Regions from separate parts of the Anas platyrhynchos genome. Here region 1 is linked to region 2. The links are chromatin contacts, called in public Hi-C maps. All regions are on one chromosome and are shown on one strand. Each heading gives the region's core, a stretch centred on a gene start, on an enhancer-like site or on the middle of the called end of the contact. The rest is flanking DNA. Distances are from core to core; before and after follow the strand shown.

The links. A called contact is a pair of places that touch in the nucleus more often than the background predicts.
Region 1: a contact with region 2 is called in a Hi-C map of F1 follicle, with 2.0 times the contacts expected there. The contact joins the promoter of PCNX1 here to the enhancer-like site in region 2. A contact is called at or near these places in 4 of 8 Hi-C or Micro-C datasets (F1 follicle, liver, skeletal muscle and 1 more).

What each region holds. Positions count from the first base shown.
Region 1 is chr5:36,287,212-36,293,108 of IASCAAS_PekinDuck_T2T, forward strand. PCNX1 (pecanex 1) reads right to left here and starts at 1,597. Exons shown (of 36, transcript XM_038179407.2): 1 at 1,246-1,597. The coding sequence starts at 1,398.
Region 2 is chr5:36,239,940-36,246,569 of IASCAAS_PekinDuck_T2T, forward strand. It overlaps PCNX1 (pecanex 1), which reads right to left. Exons shown (of 36, transcript XM_038179407.2): 9 at 3,446-3,536; 10 at 1,654-1,711. Among named protein-coding and RNA genes, the nearest start is that of PCNX1, 46 kb to the right of the region's middle. Within about 2 kb of position 4,457, at least 2 of the 8 cell types and tissues checked have an H3K27ac peak or open chromatin away from gene starts, as enhancers often do. A contact at or near this core is called in F1 follicle, where this site is marked.

The sequences.
Region 1 (5,897 bases), core at 347-2,846, 44 kb after region 2:
TTAACTTGTCCAGAGCTATGAAGCAAGAGAATTTCTCTGACCTCAACAAAACCTGAAGCAGCTTGCTTTTGCTCATCTTTTCCCTGTGCACAGGGAAAGAAACAAGTTTAAGCAAACACTGAAGTTTACCCCATAGTACGAGCAACCGAAACCTAACCACTGCTTCGAGGGCAGCAGGAGATCCCAACACTGGTCTGGATTTATCAGCTGACAGCAGACTGGCACGTTAAATAAATCAGACCCTCCTCAAAAGTCTCCTGCCATGCAGCACGTAGTTCACTTTACCTTTATAAGCAGAGCAAGGTAGTGCTAACTAAACAAACTATTCTGCTGAAACAGAAGAGCACTACTTCTGAAAAAGCTGCATTTGAGACCAGAAGGTCTCTCTCCTTCCCATCTTCAGCGGAACTCTGAGTAGATATAGATTCTCAGTTTTTATTGCGGGTGGATCTGCTTAGTGGAAAGTTTTATCTAACTGTTGTCACATCAACTTTGGTTTTAAAAGCAGTTTGTCTCAGCCTGTGGTTTCCTTGCCAGCAGTCTAAAGTTTTCAAACAAAAAGCCTTGGAGCTACCTTTTCCAAGACACAGCAGTATGAATTCAGAACTGCACGGGGCTGTAACCTCCTCTTCCACAGTAGCTAATTCGCAGCATTTCACATTCCAGATGTAAATATTGCTTTTTTCACAAAGCAAATACCAGGCCCAAGAGCTCTAAACCTTCACAACTGCACTCGTGCGGAGTTTTTCCTCCAAGGTGTCATTTGCTAGCTCATATTTTTTTACAAGGCAGTTTCTAGTTTATGTTCCCAGAGCCTCTGGACCTGGCAGATTTGCAAACTGCGTTCTGTGTCACGCCCAGGACGGGTCCCATCACACCCAAAACGATCACATTGTTCTACTGAGCAACCCGAGGTGAAATATTAGTAGTTCCTAAGTTATGTACAGCACAGGAGGGGCAACAGAAAGAAGCCTCCTTTTGCCACAGCTGGCTGTGCCCTTCCTGAAGCCAACTCCACGCGCCAGGAGCACTCCTGGGTCTGAAGGTCAGCACTTTTAATCACCGCGATCCCAGCGCCGGGTAGGTTTAACGCGAAATCACCCCAAAAACACCGGGGCCGCCCCCCGGCTGCCACAAGCGGGGATTTCTCGCGCTGCCCGTCCCGAGGGCCGGCAGCTCCGCCAGCCCCGAGAGCGGGGCTGAGGCCAGCAGCCCCCCCCCGCGGCGCGGCCCCGCTCCGCTCACCATGTAGAGGGTGAAGGGGAAGCCGAGCAGGAAGAGCCACAGGTAGAGGTGCAGCGCGTTGACCCCGGCGCCCTGGTGCGGGTCCTGGTACCAGCCGCCGCTCAGCGCCGCCCACACGCCCTGGCGCAGGATCTGCAGCACCTGCGAGCCCATGGCGGCGCCTGCTCCGCCCGCCGGGCCCCGCTCTATCCGCCCTGCGAGCCCGGGCAGAGCCGCGCACCGCCCGCGCTCCGCGACAGCCCGCACGGCCGCAAGCGCCGCCGCCGCCTCCCCAGCAACGCCGCCGCCATCTTATGTCCGGGCCCCGGGCCGCCCGCCCGCCCCCGCGCCGCCGGCAGCCCGGCAGCCCCTGCGGAGGGGGCGGACCGCGCCTGCGCACAGCCCCGCGCAGCGCCACCCGGCGGCGCGGAGGGGAGGGGATGGGGGGGGTGTGGGGGTGAGGCCCGATGGAAAAAAGGACCTCGGATGGGGCTGTCCGGCCTCGGGCAGGTGGTTCAGTGAAATAAAAGAAGGAAAATCACCTCCCCCTTCTGAAGTTAAAGGAAAATCACCTCCCCCTTCTCACTGCACGTCCATTTCCTGTCAGTACCACAGTTCACCAAGCGCCCAGAGTGCCTTGTCCCCCACCACACGGCTCCTTGTAGTGTTTTCAGCACACACAAAGTCACTTGGGTCCTTAATGCTCATCACATCCCAGCTCTTCAAGCTTCCCCCTAAATAAGCACATCCCCAAAGCCCTGCATCAGGTGGAAAGGAAGATGAGTGAAGGGGGTTTGAGAGCACCACCAAGCACTTCACAACCTATAGATACATAATGCTGAGGATCCTTCATTAAACAACTTGATTCCAGTCATATTTTAGGAAAACTAGCTTTAAAGGCACATTATTATACCATCACTCCTGTGGCAGAAGCCCCCCCAGGTTCTGTCCTGAACCCCACCCAGCCCCTCTGCCCTCCCAACAGGTATAAGGCCGGGAGCTCATCGCCCCTAATGAGGAGGAATTGCAGTGCAAAACACCCAAACACGCAGCCATGACTCACGGTGAGCACACATTTGGACCCGTGTTTTCAAGAGACTGTGCTACTGGCACAGCCCGCATTTCCCTCCCCAACAGTTAGCTAACCAATGGCAGCAGCTGGCTATTCTTGGAAAACCAGAAGATAGAAGCGACTGACTCAAAACAGATGTAGTTGATCTATTTTTTTTTTATTTGTTTGTTTCCCCAGCAGGGGAGTAGGCAGAAGGGATGGACACAAAACCCCCAACCATATCAGTTCTCTTCCCCGTTATAAACAAACAATTTTGATCATTTTTATTCAATATTGCATTTCTGATTAAGTGGTTGCTCATGGTATTTTGCAGAGGAATTTCAAAAATACTGTCTAATGGTGTGGAAATCTGAAAGGAAAAAAGGATGTCAGAGGGGGATGAAAAACAAAACAAGAACCAAAAAATCTCACAGAAGATTGTCATGGGTGAGGAGAAGGTATTCCCTCTGTTGGGAACAAAGCCAATTGTGACAAGCATCATTTACAGTAGACTCAGAAGAAAACAGAACTATGAAGCCTATATTTCAACAACATCATTTGCCAAAATACCTTTTAGAATTACAAACACAGCTGTTAAGAGATGGAGTTCTTAGGATGTGTTACCCATAAATACACTGTGATAATGTAACCATCAGGATTACGAAGCGTTAGTTCTTCCAGCTGCTGTTTCATTAACGTTACATAAAAGCCATTCACCTTCTCCACAGAAAGGAGGAAAGAGGGATAACGTTCATTAATAATGTGCCTGAAGGCTGCACTAAATGCTGTAAAAACCTTTATACTTCTCTTTAGGAGCCATTGATTGAATTTGGAGAGATTAGCCTCAGCCTTACAGTAATGATTCACGTTAAACAGTATTCCTGTGTGAGAAGATGGAATTCCCTAACCCTGCTCCTAGAATATTACTGGCTCTACCCTGATCCACAGCAGCATAACCCAGTTTAATAGAGACAGCCCTGTTCCAGAGAACTGGATCCTGGGAATATTTAGTCTGAGTCCAGTAAAATAAGCCAGAGAATCTGACATGCTTGAGAGGACAATTAAATTTCATTGTTTAGCCACTTAAATGCAGGCAGGCTGAAAACATTAAGACACAAGATGGGAAATAATATTATTGGAATCCGTCCATGCCTGAAGGTAAAACTGATAATGAGGCCAGATGTAGGCATCATTAACGAAGTACGAAAAAAATCACGACTAGCTTTTAAGAGAAACAAACTGTATCTTGCAACAGCAGTAGATTCAGTCTATGCATTGAATCTCTGCAATACAGCAAGTAACTGGCTTGTCTTCTGTACTCTACTTTAGCCTTACAATACTTCTTCAGGGTGATGGATATTACTCCCTGTACAAAGAACGTACTCTAAGAAAATTAGAACTCAATGTTGGTGAAGAGTGCGTGATTTTTAGATAAAATATTTAAAAGGGGGCATTAAGTCAGATGACTGGAGAGCAACCTATTCTTAATCCAGTATTTCTTCTATAATTTAGTATGTCCAGACTGAGGTAAAGAAATCATTTTGCTGCATAAGCCAGCGGTACACAGGAGGAGGATAACTCAAAATTGCAACTGTTATTTTGGCCTGATAATAATCCAGTTTCCTCCCATTCTTGGCATATGCACACAATCAAGTGCCCTCTTAACATATGCAGGCTATTTCAAAGACTTCTGCAGCAAACGGATATTATTGGTTCTCTTTGCATATGCCATCATAATACAGATGTGGCCAAGGAAGAATGATCTGTTAATCATATGCAGCAATGTTTTCCTTTACGTCAAGCCACACTCCAGGGGACTGAAAGGGCATTTGCCAAATCAGGGCAGTGCAATATGCGGTGCACAGTAGAAGGTAGATTATACCAAATACTCAGATGAGGTGATGACAATTTCTTGACCAATCTTATAAATACACTTTTTTTTCTTTTAGTGTATGATATTACTAGAATGGGAAGTTAATCAAGACTAAAAAAAACACTGAAATCTGCCACAGAAATACTTCAACGTGTTACCATTTCTAATAATAATATTGTAGCATGCTTTGGACTGTAAGTAGCACTTCAGTCTCTTTTACCTTTGCATTCAAGGAACTTAAGCTTTACACTTTCCCCCCCACCAGACATCTTCTGTGGAATACCCCAAATTATAATTTTAAAATTAGTTATCAATAAAATTCCTAGTTTTTATGACAAGGTAGCTTAGATATTTAGGACAAGAGGTGAAACCAAGTTAAAATTTTACCTAAATTGGGTGCAATTTTTTTATGTCCAGAAACAAGCTTATGATTGGCACTTCCTTGTAATTTTCATTGAAGTCATCATCACAGTTTGATACCAAGCTTTAAGTAGCTAATCAAACAATCAGCAGAAAATAAGAAAAACACTGATTTACTCACTTTACAATTAGGACAGGTGGTACTTCTAGTCTCCATGTTGGGCACAGCATTTGTTTTCAGATGAAGATTGACAAACTAGGCCTTTGTGGCTCATCACCAACTTTTATTTACTTCTCCCTATTGATTCCTTGTCTCAGGATCTATAGTTAGACAGCAATATTACAACCCCAACCTTCAGATCTTGCCGACACATATGTCTTTCTGTGGATTAGACACAGTATCCAAAGCTACAATTCTGACAAAATATAAGATTGAAGAAGACAAAATTCGATTCACCATGCAATTCATCAGCCTAGGAGAGAAACATATCTAGCTTTTGATTTCTTGAAGAAGCAGTAGTTAAAAATATTTATTTGCTTCTTGGTCATTAGCTGTCTTTGCACAATTTTATGTCCTGATTTTATTTCCACCATTTGCCTGAAATTGCAACCTGGTTAAAAGGGGGTTTATCTGAACCCAGAGCATCATCATAAATGGCAATAAATGTGTTTTATTCTTTCATATGAGAAATAAGAAGTAAGCTCATTTACAAGGATGATAGAAAGCAGAAAGTCATTCTACAATACTATTTGCTAGCCGGGTTTCACTGTAAGATAGTTTTCTTATAAAACCTGTCAGGAGTTTTTGTTTTTCTTTTTTTTTCTAGATTTGTTCTTAGTTATAGTAGAATAGCTTTCACCAACTGCAAGACTCCACGGAGTACATCGCCATTATGTTTACATCTGGTAGCAGCTTATCTGCTCTTTTCACAGTTTTTAAGCAAACTTCTAAGCAAGAGCCAGATCTTTCACAGACCAGACTCCCTCCCCAGCAGCTCTGCTCCCCAGTTCACCAAGTTTTGTGAGAAGTCCCACTGGATTCAGCCTTACAAGGGGATTACATTGAAATCAGTCCTGTACACTAGTCTAACTCTCAATGGGAATATAAACTCTAATTCCCAACTGGAACATAGCCCCTTCAGAGACCCCAGAAGAAGCATGCACATTTTCTAGCATTTCTGTGCAGATCAGACAGGATTTACCAGCAGGAAGGTTACATGCCAGGAGACCTCCTCTCCCTGCTGTGCTGGCAGGTTATTATTCACATCACAAAGTGCAGCCCCAGCTGTGTGCCAGGATACAGCCTGCACCCACCTGTATCACGGTCACCATACAACACACTCCCAGGTCCAGCTGCCCTTCCAGGAGGCACCCTCTCCAGGCAGACGT
Region 2 (6,630 bases), core at 3,207-5,706:
ACAAAGCCACATATGCATGCATCGGTATACAAACTTAAACTCGTTGAGATTAGAATATATTGAAACACGCAAAATAAGTTTTTCCCTAACTAGTCCACTACACTATTTATGATTGACTACAGTTTCTCAGGTATTCTGTAGTCTGCTACTCCACAGTTCTCTGGAATTCAGTAATACTAACCTCCACACAGGACATTTAAGGAGAGTACTCAGTTAAAAAAAAATTAGTATGGTGTGCATGTATGTGCTGTCTAACCATTTTATACATCTCATTAACAGGCCAAGAAACTTCTTAATGCACTGACCTTTATTCTTAAAGAGTACTATAATTAAAACATCACCATGAGAAATTGTCATGATTTTTAAAGCAGAGAGTAACATTTAAATACTCATGTCCTATTTTAAGTGTCAAAATTATACAGTTACGTATTCTATGATCTTAAACATTTTCATTTTTGAGGCTCTTTTCATAACTCCTTAAAGCAATGTACTGTAGCTATGCTCACCATGCTTTTTTTTCCTAGAAAAATACTAATAAAAACAAGCAGGAACACTCACTTTCTACAGGCATTTAAAAAAATATAAGCCACACCATTTAAGATAAGCTGTGTCAGAAAGCAGGTGCTTTTTTTCGCAACTTCTTAATTTTAAAAGCCTCGTGTCTTAAAAGGTAGAATCACTGTAACAGGACATTTCTCACACGAGTAATAAATTTAGGAAGTTCTCCTTTAAGCATATGGGCTAAGATTTTAAAAATATCATGAATTTGCCTTATACAGAATCACCCTCCCCGTCTCCCCTCCCCTAGTGGAACCACATTGCCAAACCAACAGGTACACATTGGGGGCTGGAAATCAAAGTTCTGGCAGGCACTAGGTGAAGACATTTTTGATCAAAACCATGGTCAGGCAAATGGAAGTTTCTCACTCTTCTAAGAAATACTAAAAAAATTAATCTTTCCTCTTGACTAGGTTATTAGACTTCACTTTAACTTCCTAATTTAAGAATCATGACCATTTGCCATGTTTTTGTTACAGAGCAATAGCACCCTTCAAGCACATACACATCTGGACTCAGCAACAATATAAAAGGTTGACACCACCAAGCTAATGACTTTTTAAAGCTACTTGCAGTATGAAACAGTGTAAACATCTGCTTTTCTTTTTCCCCCTCCAATCAATCCTTCCATGAGAATTCAACTCTGTACCACAGATAGCAGTGGTAAATGTCTGAACTCCATTCAGGGAAATTGCTAACGTTTCCTTCGTTCAGAACACAAACACAAAGTTTATTCTTTCCATGACCTGCCTATCTTAGCCATGCACAGAAATACAACTCCATCCACGTTGTCCAGCAATTTCTGGAAATCATGCTGAAGTATCTCAGCATATCCAATTTCCACGTGATTTAGACTCAAATTACCATGCTTTAGATCAGAAGATTTACGTTTAAATTTTAAACTACCATCCAGAAATATGAATTTGCATGTACATACGAAGACAGCAAAACAGTAACAGTTTATCTTATTGCAATCCAGGCAAAAACCCTTCTTAAGAACGAAGAACTACTACATACAACGATTAATCAGTGATATAGAGAACTGGAAAGTCTTCTGATTTTTGGCATGCTTAAAAATAGATAAGAAAAACTTACTAGATCATGTGGGTAAAAGCGAACTGAGGTAGAACTCGATACGTGAGAGTCCGTGTCACTATAAGAACAGGGGGAAAGACTTCATATTATAAAACTACATTTGATTTCAAAAGGCCACTAATTTACTAGTCTCCTAAACTAATTTTGACCACTTGCAAATTTTAGCAAAATGTCTTCCTTTTTTTTTTTTTTCCTTAGAACACATGTATTTTAAATACATGTATCCGGTTTGTAAAGGCCTAACAAACAACCAAGAAAGAAAATAAACCTCGATAATGGTCTTGTGTACTAGGATAAATTTTGTAGCTATAGATCAAGATACTCTTATGCTTGGTATAACTTACTGAACACGTGATTTGACCAGGTAGTCCACTAGTTGTCTACACGGATTATCATGAAGGAAATTACACCACTTTGAAGAAACAAAGATATTTTATAGTATGTTAGCTAGTCATGTGCAAACACACATCACATACCTCTAAAGGAGTGAGCTGTCTGCTGTATATTCACAGACAGTTTGTAAATTATGCTCTTTTTACCAAGTCCTAAAACCGCCAAAAATAATACATATTTAACACAATCAGACCAAGTTACTTAAACTTAAATAGCTTTAGAAAAAACTTTAAGCAAAAGAAGAATAAAATCACTTTACAATTTCCATTTGTTAATGAGAAGAAATTTTTCTTGTTGTGTAACTTTTTTCTCCAATTTTGTATATCTTTTGGTTGTATGTTTTACACATAAATTACATGGCTGTAAGACTGGTATCAAACTTATGCAAGCTTCCTTCAGTTCCTTACCTTAACATAAGATAAAAAGATCTTTGTTAATAATTTTATTTTACTCAAACTCAACTACTCTCTAAAACAGAGATCTGACTACTTGGATGTGACCCATTTGTTCCTTCCATTAGCACGTACAGCTTCATAACGGCAGCCATCAGCAAAGCCATTGCATCTGGAACATGCAAGCAGCAGAGGCAGGCATTGGCAGCTTTGTGCAAGGAATACAGAACTTTTTCCTCAAAGTTCCACTCTACAGGAAGCACTTGCACACTTTCACAGGAAAGATTTGAAGACGGGAGCTTTGAAATCCATTACTCCTTAAATCCAATAGCTATTCCACCTACATGTGGTAGGAGTTTTTAAACATTCAGCATGATGCAGTAATTTCAGAGCAGTTCTAGATAGTGAAGCAGATTTTGAAGGGAAGGCTTTGGTTTGTTTTTTCCTTCTTCTGCCTCCTGTCCCTACAGAGAAAGGAAGCGTATCTTTCCAAGAGCAGATGAACTTTCCAGTACATAGCTGGCTATTTCAACTGTAAATCAAATTTTTACCACAGGCATCTTAAGACTTCCCTGTATTGTTTCATGCCATCTATGAACTCAAGAACAAATTTATCAGTTTACATTTGCTTCACAATTGGAAGTTCACTTTTAAATAAGTTAATAGCTCCCTACTTTCCACAAACCTGGGATAAATTCTTTAAGGAAGACTCCCATTAAGCCAATCAAAAATGCATTTGTCAAACTCTTGGTCTGGACATTTACTGCTGAAACTAATATTAATCTTCATTTTCCAGGATTTGCTTAAGTGGAAAAGATTATTTAGGCAATTAGCGTCATCTTCTACTAAAAATCACTTAGGTTTCAAAAGGAAGAATACATGGAAAACTCTTTAGACTTTTTTTTTCTGGTAGTTTGTACTAAATAACCTTTTAAAATTAAAAAAAAAAAAAAAGATTTTGTTACAGTAAGACAAGAATCACCACTCTTGACTGGCTTCACACACACCAGATGTTAGATGCTCTTCTTGCAGCTGGCTCAAAGTTCACAAGTGACATGTCGCAGCCCCCTGTCTCGTAGAGCGTAGAACTGAACTTACCTGTTAAAGAAAAGGTGAAGAACAGGTCAAAATTTCATGGCGTTTAATCCCACTAGCACTACGTTTCTACACATTAGCTTACTAGACATCAATTTAGATATTTAAATTTATATCAGTGTCAGAATATAAAATGTGGTAACACATGAATGTGTCACCAGTGCAGACAAGATGTTAGCTACTCAGCCTTTTTTCACACAATTTTACACGACATATACACAGTAAACTGCAATAGTTGAATTCAACTAAGAGTTCATATTTACAAGATGTCACCATTAATGCATCAGAAGTGCAATGTAAGCTCCCCCTCTCCACCCCTCCTTACAGGATAAGCAGGAAAACAACTTGCCATGATCTCCGCCTTCACTTCTTCCCCCCCGCCCCAGGAAAACAATCAGTGAATCACACACTACTAGCATTTTGGAATCATGGCATTAAACTGCAACAGAAATTCCTCACACGTCCAAATTAAAATTCTTTCGAGGTACGTGTCTATTTGGAAAGAAACACAAAGGGTGGAAAAAAAGTGACCAGGCATGCTTCATTAGTTATACCTCTAGAAAAAAGACTTAAAAAAAAAAAAAAAAAAAAAAAAAAGGAATGACAGGCAGAGATTTATTCTACAAACCAGAAGCAAACACTGCAGTGTAAGATCAGAAGACTGCGAACTAAGTTCAGAGATAAACCATGATGGTTAATGGAGTTCCAGAAACTGTACGTTTCCTTAAATCATTAAAAGCTTTTTGACAGAACAATATGAAGTCTACTCCTAAATATACAATTAGCAAAGAAGTACCCTGAGATTATAACTCAAACCTTACTCACAATATGATGTTTTTACAGTGCCCTTCTCTCCACAACAGTCTGATCATAGAGATAAGCACTGCAATTTCCCCTGAAGGTCAGTTTAATATATTCCAGCTCTGAACGCAGGAAGCTGATTCTGAAGTTGTAATCACCTCATACATGGTGCCCTGCCAACTTCTCCATCTCTTCCAGCTCTAAAGCCTTCTTCACTCAACTCACAATGCAGAGTGTGCAGTATTTTAAGAACTGCTTACACAACACAAAAAAGAAATCCCACTGCGGAGCATCTCAAGCAAAAACCGTGTACATCTCTCAGCTGCACGTCCTGCAGCCCTTCCCCTTGCTGATACGGGATAACATGTAGTCCTGGGAGAAATACTCAACAAGCTAGGAGCTTCCAATCTTTCCACTGTCTGTAAGAACACAACCTGCTTCTGTTCAATGTTGTTTTCTTTATGAAAAAGAAAAAACACTGCTTCCTACTCCAGATTCTCTTCAGATCCACAGACAATTAAGTTTCATGTATAGGTGAAACTAAGCAAAAACACTGGCATATTGAAAACACCTGCACAGGTTTTTTTGCCCTCCGAGGGGGCACTGTAGACCAGCTGTACACACACATACTGCAGCTGTGCTCAGAAAGAAAAGAGCACTCTGACCCGAGAGCCACCCCGTTCAGCAGTCACGTACACAAGGCAGTAACACAACCGCTCTCCCCCAGTATTTACTTACGTCTGCTACAGGTATTTGTAAGGACACACAAAGTAGAAAATTCGTTTGTTAGGGTATCTGGGAGGGGGGTTTCTATTTTTGACTAGTTAGGTATCCTTGGGTTTTTACAGTTGATGCTGAAGTTCTACGATTAACCTAGTACAATACATTAGGAACCTTCCTCCCCACAACTAAAAGCCCCAGAAATACAGGAGGTTTTCTAAACTGCAACAGTTAAAAAAAATACAAATTCAACAGCAACCAAAGACTTCAGATTCTAGTCAGCACACAGTTAGACATAAGCTATTAGGAAAAAGCCCCTAACAGAAACAATCGTGTCTGGGTTATTTACATTCTTCGTGTTCCTGCACTACTGAACTGAGAGCCTGGAAATTTAATTGATTTCTCCAGTAATGAAGTGCTGGTCACAGAAACTAGACAGTATTACTTACAAGACGGAACTTCCCATTCTCTCAGGCTGAGATACTACATCAGCTATGTTAGTTTCAAAAGACATTTACCAAACTGTATCATACATAAAGTATGTGTTTGAAAAGGCTTGAAAAGGCTTCAAAACTTGAAAAGTTTAGTGTAAAAAATCCCCATTAGGAAGTATCTACAGTTTCCTCAGACCCAATTCATTTGAGTCTATCAAAATTTACTGCATTTATGTTGCTGATACAAATGCTGCAGGGCTGTGGTAGGATAAAATAAATCTGGTTAATAGGGATGTAGCAGATGATTCCAGACAGACAGCCAACTCACTTCTGATTATTCACATTACAAATGACAAAGTGACTCAGGTTTGGCCATGCTTTCAATTCACCCCTCTACTAAAATAGACTTCCTAATGAAAGTTGGCTCACTGTCATGGCTCCTCAATATAATAAGTGTTGCCCCCCACCTTTTTGAAAATCAAAATCCAGAAAAAAGAATTAACTCCCCCAAAGCAGAAGAGATTACAGAACTACCCACTGGTGCTGAGGAAGCCAGCCCTACCAAGCCATACGGTGTGACAGCAAATTGACTGAACTCCAAGTCCCGTCAGTGGAATTGTTCTCACGTGGTGTGAGGTAACAGCAGCTTCCTCGCAGCAATCTGAAAGTCTTCCGAGGGATCCCAATGCTCACAAAATGCACCATGCATGGATGTACCAGCATTTGTTAGTCACTCTAGTGATTCCTCTCCCACGGCATTCTCCGAAATATTTTTGACAGCATCACACTGAAGCAGCTTAAGGTTCTCTCTTTCTAAGGACTGTAGTTTTATCAAGTTGTGAACAGAGGCAGACAAAGCCATGTTTTACAAATAAAGAAATACAGACAGGGTTTGTATGCTAAACAGAAGTGCTTGTAAGTTCTCACACCCCCTTGAAAGGGGAGCTGTGAGTTCTTCCCAGCCCAAGCCACCCCAATGACGTTCTGCTTGGAGCACGTTACACAACTACCTGACCACTCAGGCATACAACCCTGAAATGCTCTTTCATTTTGACGTGAGGTGAAGAAGAGATGAATGCTCTTCCTTTGAAACCAACTTTCTCGTTTCGAAGGACAAAGGTGCCTCACCTCTGAGCCCACAG